Regions from separate parts of the Hordeum vulgare genome. Here region 2 is linked to region 1. Evidence: chromatin contacts called from public Hi-C data. All regions are on one chromosome and are shown on one strand. The core of a region is the stretch at or near the end of the contact, and the rest is flanking DNA. Distances in the headings are between cores, read along the strand shown.

Region 1 (4,206 bases), core at 962-3,461:
TTAGTACATACGTGTTCAAGCTAGATTTGATAACTAATGAAATCTTTTTGTTCTTTTACTTGGACTAAGATTGAAGCTGTGACAAGAAGAATTTTGAAGATCACTTCAACTGATGGGGCAGCCAAAATACTTGTTTTTTCAAGTTGGAATGATGTCCTTGATGTATTAGAGCATTCCCTTGCTGCTAACAATGTATGTTATGCTCGGATGAAAGGCGGAAGGTGAGATAAGTGTAACCCAGGCCATACATGCTTTAATTATTTGTCTCACTGCCGAGCTCAGTAATTTTATTATGATACTCCCTCTGTAAACTAATATAAGAGTGTTTAGCTCACTAAAGTAATGATTCAAACGCTCTTATATTAGTTTACGGAGGGAGTATTAGATATCTTGAAGTCATCTTTTCTTTTCGTTTCTCTTGTTCTGCTTCCAGTTGTGTTGCTAGTTGTTACTGATCTTATGGACAATGCCAGTTGCTTAATGCAAGTTCATTTTCCTTCAGGAAATCAGAATTGGCGCTCTGTCAATTTAAAGGCCTGACATCCAGTATAAATGGAAAGAAAGCGAAGAAGGCAGTTTCCAAAATGCGGCATGTTCAAGTATTGCTAATGCCTATTCAGCATGGTGCAAACGGTCTGAATCTACTGGAAGCACAGCATGTAATTCTACTGGAGCCATTACTAAACCCATCAGCGGAGGCACAAGCTATCAGTAGGATCCATAGAATTGGGCAAGACAAGAGCACATTCATTCACCGGTTTATAGTAAGCCACTGCATTCTATGCTCATTTATTTCATTGAAAGTGTTCTTGGAGAGAAAAAAACCAAAGAACTACTGGTGTCCAGGTGAAGAAAACAATAGAAGACAGCGTATATAAAATGAACAGGGGCAGAGCTGTCTACTCCACGATCAACCGCAGGTTGAAAAACTTCAAAGACGAGCTTGCTCTGACGTTGGAGGATGTGGAGTCACTATTTCCTGTGGTGACACCTGATCAACCTCCGGAGGAGGGCGATAAGGATCATGGTGATACCTTGAGGAGTTTACCCCCGTCTCTTGCTGCGGGGCTGGCTGCACAAATGAGGGCCATCAATGGAGCAACATGATTAACCACCATGATGTTATAAGAGGTAGTCTTGGTGTAACCGGAAATTCCAGTGCTCGTAAGAATCTCCAGATTACAGGAGACGACCCTAATTTTAGATGAATGTAGACTAGTGTGGTCATGAAGTTCTGGCATCACCGATTGAATGGCGTAGAGCACTGGAGCCGGTGTCTCCGTGAGGGTGTAGTTTAGGGGGACGGTGAACTTGTGATTCTTTTGTCATGTGTCGTGAACCATCTCACTTTCTATCTTTGTCATGGTGATTCTGCCGTACAAGTTGTGTCAGGTGCGAAATGTTCATGTACTCCATTTCTAAATATAAGACCTTTAAGACCTTTTAGAGATTATAGAGATTACACTGTGGACTACTTCCTCCGTTTCTAAATATAAGCCTTTTTAGAGGTTTCACTAATAGACTACATACAGATGTATATAGACATATTTTAGAGTGTATATTCACTCATTTTGCTCTGTATGTAGACTTCTAACGAAATTTCTTAAAAGACTTATATTTAGGAACGGAGGGAGTACACCGGCCCGTGCTCCCGCCGAGACCACCGGCCCACGCCAGCCGCCATCGGGGGAGGAAAAGGTGGCCCCACCGCCGCCGAGCCGCGCAGGCTTTGCCTGGCGACCGCTGCCGGCGGCGGCGAGGGGAAGACGGGGAGGTGGGTGGGCTGCTGGCGGCGGCGGCTAGGTCGCTCCCGAGCCGTCTGCGGGGACGACGCGAGAGCCGGTAAAGTTAGAAATATTTTTCTTCCCCAGTGACCAGTTTGCTAGTTATAGGCTTTACTCTTTTACTATATTTTCCTTGGTGAGCACCGCGATTTCTGTGGCCTGTAAGAAGAAGTGTCACCCATCAATTGGCCCTTTACGGTAAGTAAGAACTAACTAATGGTATATTAATCGTAGTGCTCACATCATGACTGTGCAAACCATTTGTGCCGGATAGAGATAGCGGCGGCGCCGGTGCCATGCATGGCCCCACGACCATGCATGCATGAGAGGGATCGGTGATGAGCTCACTCGGCCGAGTCACGCCGATGACGCCCCGACGTCGCCTTGCCCCGCACGCGCTCGCCTCCTCTTGTTCCTCGCCGCTTCCTCTTACTTTTCCCCCCACCTTCCCACCTCGCGTCCAGCACGCCGATAAAAACTGCGGCACGCTAACCCTATACTGACTCTACTCCGCTCCGCAGCAGCAGCACCACCGCCAGAGCTTCGCTTCCTCTCTCCGCAGCTGGCATGGCGTCTTCCGGCGGCGGGCGCTCACCGGTGACGGCGGTCTTAGACGACCTGGTCGATGTACGCGACCGCGTGGCGGTGCTGCAGACCGTGTTGCACGAGTCTTCGCCTGGGCCAACGACCGTGGAGGCGGGGGAGCTGGTGGACGGGATGATGGCCAAGCTGTCGAGCGCCTTCTCGGTCGTTCTCGGCACCGGCGATGGTGGCGTGGCGTCGTCGTTGTCAGGAGCAGGCCGGGGGCCGAGCGGGAGGAGGAAGAGACCCGGCGCGGCGTCGTCCGGGCCGCACCGCCGGAGCAGCCCGAGGGGAAGGTGAGGAAACTCTAAAACCCTTTTATCAACCGTGCGACAAGTAGCTAGCTATAGTAGTATCTCCCGGATGCACTTCAGTACGCATGCGATTTGACAAATTATTTTGTCCTTCAACTTTCCCTTTTGCAAATCGGAATATTAATTTGGCTGACCTAGTGGGGGAACTTTTAAGCGCCAATGATCAGGGGACGACCTCTCATGACCGATTCCTGTGTTATCAGATTGAAAATTAGTACATACTCCCTCCGGTTTTAAATATAAGTCTTTTTAGAGGTTTCACTAGAAGACTAGGAGGTGTTTGGTTACAGGGACTTATTAGGGACTTAGAACTTATAAGTCTCTTTAAGTCCCATCTAAATCAAACATGAGGGACTTATAGGGACTTAAAGTGGGCAGTTGAGACTTATGAAATAAGACTTTCAAGGAGAGTCTTATAAGGACTTATAGTTGTAATATGGTCTTTTAGTTCATGTTAAGTCCTAGGAACCAAACAGGTAAGAACTTTTTAGGGACTTGAGACTTATAAGTTGGGACTAAAGAAAGTCTTAGGACTTATGAACCAAACAGGGCCGTAACATACGGATGTATATAGACATACATTACAATATAGATTCATTCATTTTGCTTCGTATGTATTCCTTTTGTAAAATCTCTAAAATGACTTATATTTAGGAACAGAGGGAGTACATGCCACTAGGATTACTTCAGCATGCATGCATGCATGGGTATATCAAATCATATATACTCCAGTTGGTATATCAAATCATATATAGTTGGAAGTGGTAATTAATCCTATCTGTTATTCAATGGCAGGATGAAGAGCCCTCTAAGCAGGACGGTCACCGCTACGACGCTCACAGATGGCAAGTCATGGAGGAAGTATGGACAGAAACAGATACATGACTCTACTAACCCGAGGTACACCATTTCAATATGCCGAGCTGTCCAAGTATAAGCAAAGAATGACTATGGAATCACTGATATTGAAGCTAGCTAGACGAGTACACACTTGCCAACTGGTTAATTAACTAGTTGCACACCCTAGCTAGCTAGTTCCTAGTTGGGTTTTTTAACTTTATCCTTTAAGGGGAAGTTGAGCTTTTCCATTGATCAAATGCATGCATGCATATGTGCATGCTTATACTCCCTTCGTTTTTAAATATAATTTTTTTAAAGATTTTATTAGAAAACTACATACAAATATATATATATATATATATATAGACATATTTTAGAGCGTAGATTTGCTCATTTTACTTCGTATGTAGTCTCTTAATGAAATATCTAAAATGACCTATATTTAGGAACAAAGGGAGTATTATATAGCACCAGTTGTTGTATTGGGGTATTAGTATTAGCTAGTTAGTAGTCTATTACTCCCTCCGTCACGGTTTAGAATGCATGCTTGTAAAATCTCTGGGACCAAGGTAGTCATCGATTGGTTGTGAGATGTAGCGGGTGTAAATACTAATGCGCCTAATCAACTGAGAAAATACTAGTACTAATGTGTGAGCATCAAATTGGGAGGGCGCATGTATGAGTAG
Region 2 (4,206 bases), core at 703-3,202, 440 kb after region 1:
TGGAGAGGGAGGGAGTAAGAAGGGGGAGAGGGAGAGAGAGGGGCGTGTGTAGCAGTAGCGCGGGTCAGAAAAGGGTGCTATTGCTATGGCTTTAGCAGTAGCGTTTCTTCCCGACCAACGAAACTACTATAGATCACCCATGCATGTCGTGGTCAGACCAATTAGCAGTACTGCCTGTTTGACGACGGGCGCTACTGCTAACAGGATACCTGTAGCGCTCGTCCCCACCCGCGCTACTACTTAGTAGCGCCGGGCTCACAACCGGCGCTACTGCTAAAATTCTACCTATAAGCTTTTTCCTAGTAGTGTGAGTGTGTCCTCAAATTCATGGATTTTTCCTCTTTCACATGATAGGCCAGAAACAAGAAGACTTGATTTAGGATTTAAAAGAATGGCCCAAATAAATTCATTTTCTTCTTATTTCCGGCCCATGGGTCAACCCTAAAATTTGGCAATTGCTTATGCTATGTTGCATAGTAGGACATTAGGTTAGATGCTCTGGAAAAACAATGGATGTGTGCATCACATTGATGCAGAGGCTGGGGTTTAACCTTCTTTTCAAAAAAAAAATCACTACTTTGGTGATCTAAAAACATCTTATATTAGTTTACAGAGTGAGTGTGTCCTTAAATTCATGGATTTTCCCTCTTTTTATATAGATTATGCCATAAAGTTACTTGAATTCACATGATAGGCCAGAAACAAGAAGACTTGATTTAGGATTTAAAAGAATGGCCCAAACAAATTCATCTTCTTCTTATTTTCGACCCATGGGTCAACCCTAAAATTTGGCAATTGCTTATACTATGTTGCATAGCGGGACATTAGGTTAGATGTTCTGAAAACAAACCAGCGTTGATTTTATTTTTTGAGGGGCAATTTTGATTTATATAGCCAAAATATAGTTAGGACTAATGCAATTATTATGTTTAGCAATGTCACCAAGAATAGTTGATAAGTTGGACTAGAGATAAATGAAAAAAGAGGTTTGTTTTTTCTTATATATAAGAGATGCTATCAAAGATGTGACATCTCTCTTTGGCGTATGAGATGCCATCTCTATGTCTTATGTTTTTAATGGCTATAGACAAAGGCAATCCATTGTATAAGGTACCTTTTATCTTCTCTAGATGATGTGAAATGCATAAGAAAAATACCATCTTATTAAGCATTGTGCATGCCTTTACGTATTGACTTCACCAATATATATCGAATATTTATAGCCAAAAGCTAGATACCCGTGAGTACCCTACCCGAATATTATGGGCATGGGCAATACTTGAAGAGATTTTGTACTTTTGGGCAATGGGTATCCATACCCGTAAAATATATGGATAGGGCATGGATATGAAAGTTCGCCCATGGATATCCCAATGAATACCAAAAAAATAAAATAACTTCTATAACATATGGGGTTAACATTTAACTTATATGGACCAACCCATTTTATGGTTATGGGTTTGGATAGAAGGAGGTTGTATCCATCTATACCCTATTCATTGCCATCCCCACTTAAATACTTATAGCCTAAAGATAGATACATATGACTTTATTGATATGTCGTGAAGGCACACAACAACACCCATTAGTAGGGCCTATGTTTTGCTGAGCTCAGCATTTCTGAGAAACATGATTTATACAGGCAGTATATCTTGAACATATCTTTAAGCTGGGTGGCTCTCGATTAGTCAGACTTTTGTGAGTTCATTTTATTTTATGAACATAGTAGAGACACAAACGTTCATATATATGTGCATATATTTATCCCTATAAAGGTAAACACGCATATCTGTATTTCTAAAAGAAAAAAGGAAGTTTTTTTTTTAGAAATAAAGAAAAAGGGAAGTTGACATATATAGATGAATTTGGGCTGGGTTAAAAGAGCCAATGCCCTGGTGGCCCATTCACGAGGTGGCCCAGCCAGCCCGAACCCCACCTCCGGCGCGTCCCGCACCCGCAGACGCCGCAAACACCTCCCGCTGTTATCCAAAGTATACTCCACTCCTCCGGCGCCCCAAGGTCGACGGCCGCCTCCGACCGCTCGCCGTCGCGACTCCTTCCTCCCCATGCGGCGTCCTCGGGCGATTCGATGACCATAGCATGTGGTTTCTCTCGCTTCCTCAACACGCGCGTGCATTCATCCACTAACCGCGTCCTCAGCCTCTGGTTCGCCTCCTGTCCCTGCTCGTCCGCCTCCGCCTCCGCCTCCGCCTTCTCCTCGGAGCCGCCGGAGACAGGCGCGTCCCCGGAGACCGTCAGGGAAGGGCGGGCGGAGATATTTGCGGACAAGTCCAATTCGGTCTTTTTCAACAAGGCTCAGGTTTCGCCTCCGAGCTCCTTGTCTATGTCTGCTGTAGATTTGATGTGTTTTTTTTTGTTAGCCTTGTGTCATTGCTGCTTCATCTGATGGTTGCATGAACAGTAGTGCAATCGTAATAGTACTATCCGAATTTAGTTCCTTGAGGAAACTTAATTGCTTGTCTTTTTGATGGTTTCGATTACTGCTGAACACCTCATTTCTTTAGAACTGCAAGAATTACAGACTTAAACCAGATGTGTTAGCTGCACTGCTATATTCCATGGCAAATGTAGCTTCACTGTCCAACAGTATCATCACAACTCACAAAAGGACAATCTACTGTAACTACTATTCAAAATTCCCTTTGGAAATCCGAATTATCATCTGATGGTAGCTTTGGAAATATGTTTAAGTTCTTTTTACTTATGAATTCAGTTCACCAGGTTAACAACAGAGACCTTTCCATTGCTGTCTTGAGATGGTTTATTTCGAAAAGACGGGAAGAACATGATATCCAATTAAAAGGTATTCGTTTGGGCACAATTTGCACTGCTAGTTCACAAACCTTTTCCGATCAAAAAAAATCCACAAATGCCTGAGTGATTTCTCTGATGAAGCAGGCAGGCATGCTGAAATACCACAGGAGCAGCATGCTGAAATACCACAGGAGCAGCATGCCGATGGATTAGACCCGGCTACCACAGGATCTGAAGACTCTGTATTGAGAGAGGAATCGAGCCTTAAAGCACCTAAAGTTCTTGAGGTGCATTTATGATGTCCTGTTGTTTCAATGCAAGCTGTGATATGCCATGATATATATTTCTTCTGGAAGTTCTTCCATTTTTATATTATATACAGACTGTACTCCCTTATCAAGAAATGACTTCAAGCTTTGAGTACATAACCTTAGTATGGCAGTAGTATCTGTATAAAAAATGCCGATCTTTTCATTTCAGATCCTTCTTGTCATGAATTTTGTAGGCTTTGGCTGCATCAGGGTTAAGAGCTATCCGATACGCACTTGAGGTGGATGGAATTGGGGAAGTTATAGCTCTTGACAATAATGATGGTAAATTCTGATATTTCTGTCAGAATGTTACAGATGACTTCTCATAAAAAAATTTGGTTGCAAACGATATATTTAGTCCTTGGAAATAACACCCTATTTTATGTTTGATGATGCTAAACATTTGTTTTATTAACTGCAGTAGCTATAGAATCCTGTAAAAGGAATATCTACCACAATGGCATTCTTGCTTCTTCGAAGGTCGTGCCACATCTTGCTGATGCTCGCATTTTCATGCTCACTCACCCGAAAGAATTCGATGTGGTATGGCTTTACTGCTTTAAAGGAAAATTAAATGTCAGTTGCAAATGTTTGGACAAGTAACTATAGTTTACTTTATATTTGTTTCCTGGCTAAGTAGAAAATCAAATCAAAAAGATATAAATTATGTTTCTATATATATCTGGGAAATTCAGAACTCAGTGTCGTAAAATTCAGTATTGCCTAAGATTTTTACATATCACGCTGCAATGCTACGATCCTACAAAAGCAAGAAACAAAAACCATATAGCTGATATGATTGCTCGTGCGAATCTGTTTCTAGGCACTTGCAACCTCTCAATGCTGTAATGCCTTATGTCTTGCATAGAAATCAAACACTTGAAGTATCATCATAAGTTTTTTTTTATTTGCTTTCTTACATATGATCCTAAAAAACAAACTCCTTGAAAAAAATGCAAAATAAGATACAGTTGGAAGGCCAAACAAGCTGTGGGCCTGTGGCACCTTGGCACCATTGACAGGTGAAATAGGCCCTGTTAAAATAGCCTATGACTTGGTGGCCCATTCACGAGGTGGCCCAGCCAGCCTGAACCTCTCCTCTGGTGCGTCCCGCACCCGC

The links. A called contact is a pair of places that touch in the nucleus more often than the background predicts.
Region 2: a Hi-C map of leaf shows a contact between it and region 1, with 3 times the contacts expected there. The contact joins the promoter of LOC123424705 here to the promoter of LOC123429446 in region 1. A contact is called at or near these places in 3 of 6 Hi-C or Micro-C datasets (leaf and seedling).

What each region holds. Positions count from the first base shown.
Region 1 is chr2H:38,937,735-38,941,940 of MorexV3_pseudomolecules_assembly, forward strand. It overlaps LOC123429446 (probable WRKY transcription factor 72), which reads left to right and starts at 2,212. Exons shown (of 3, transcript XM_045113481.1): 1 at 2,212-2,662; 2 at 3,476-3,580. The coding sequence starts at 2,352. LOC123424704 (E3 ubiquitin-protein ligase SHPRH-like) reads left to right here. Exons shown (of 19, transcript XM_045108372.1): 17 at 70-221; 18 at 503-764; 19 at 847-1,446. The coding sequence ends at 1,107.
Region 2 is chr2H:39,374,474-39,378,679 of MorexV3_pseudomolecules_assembly, forward strand. It overlaps LOC123424705 (probable tRNA (guanine(26)-N(2))-dimethyltransferase 1), which reads left to right and starts at 1,953. Exons shown (of 13, transcript XM_045108373.1): 1 at 1,953-2,320; 2 at 2,743-2,824; 3 at 2,920-3,062; 4 at 3,281-3,368; 5 at 3,508-3,629. The coding sequence starts at 2,090.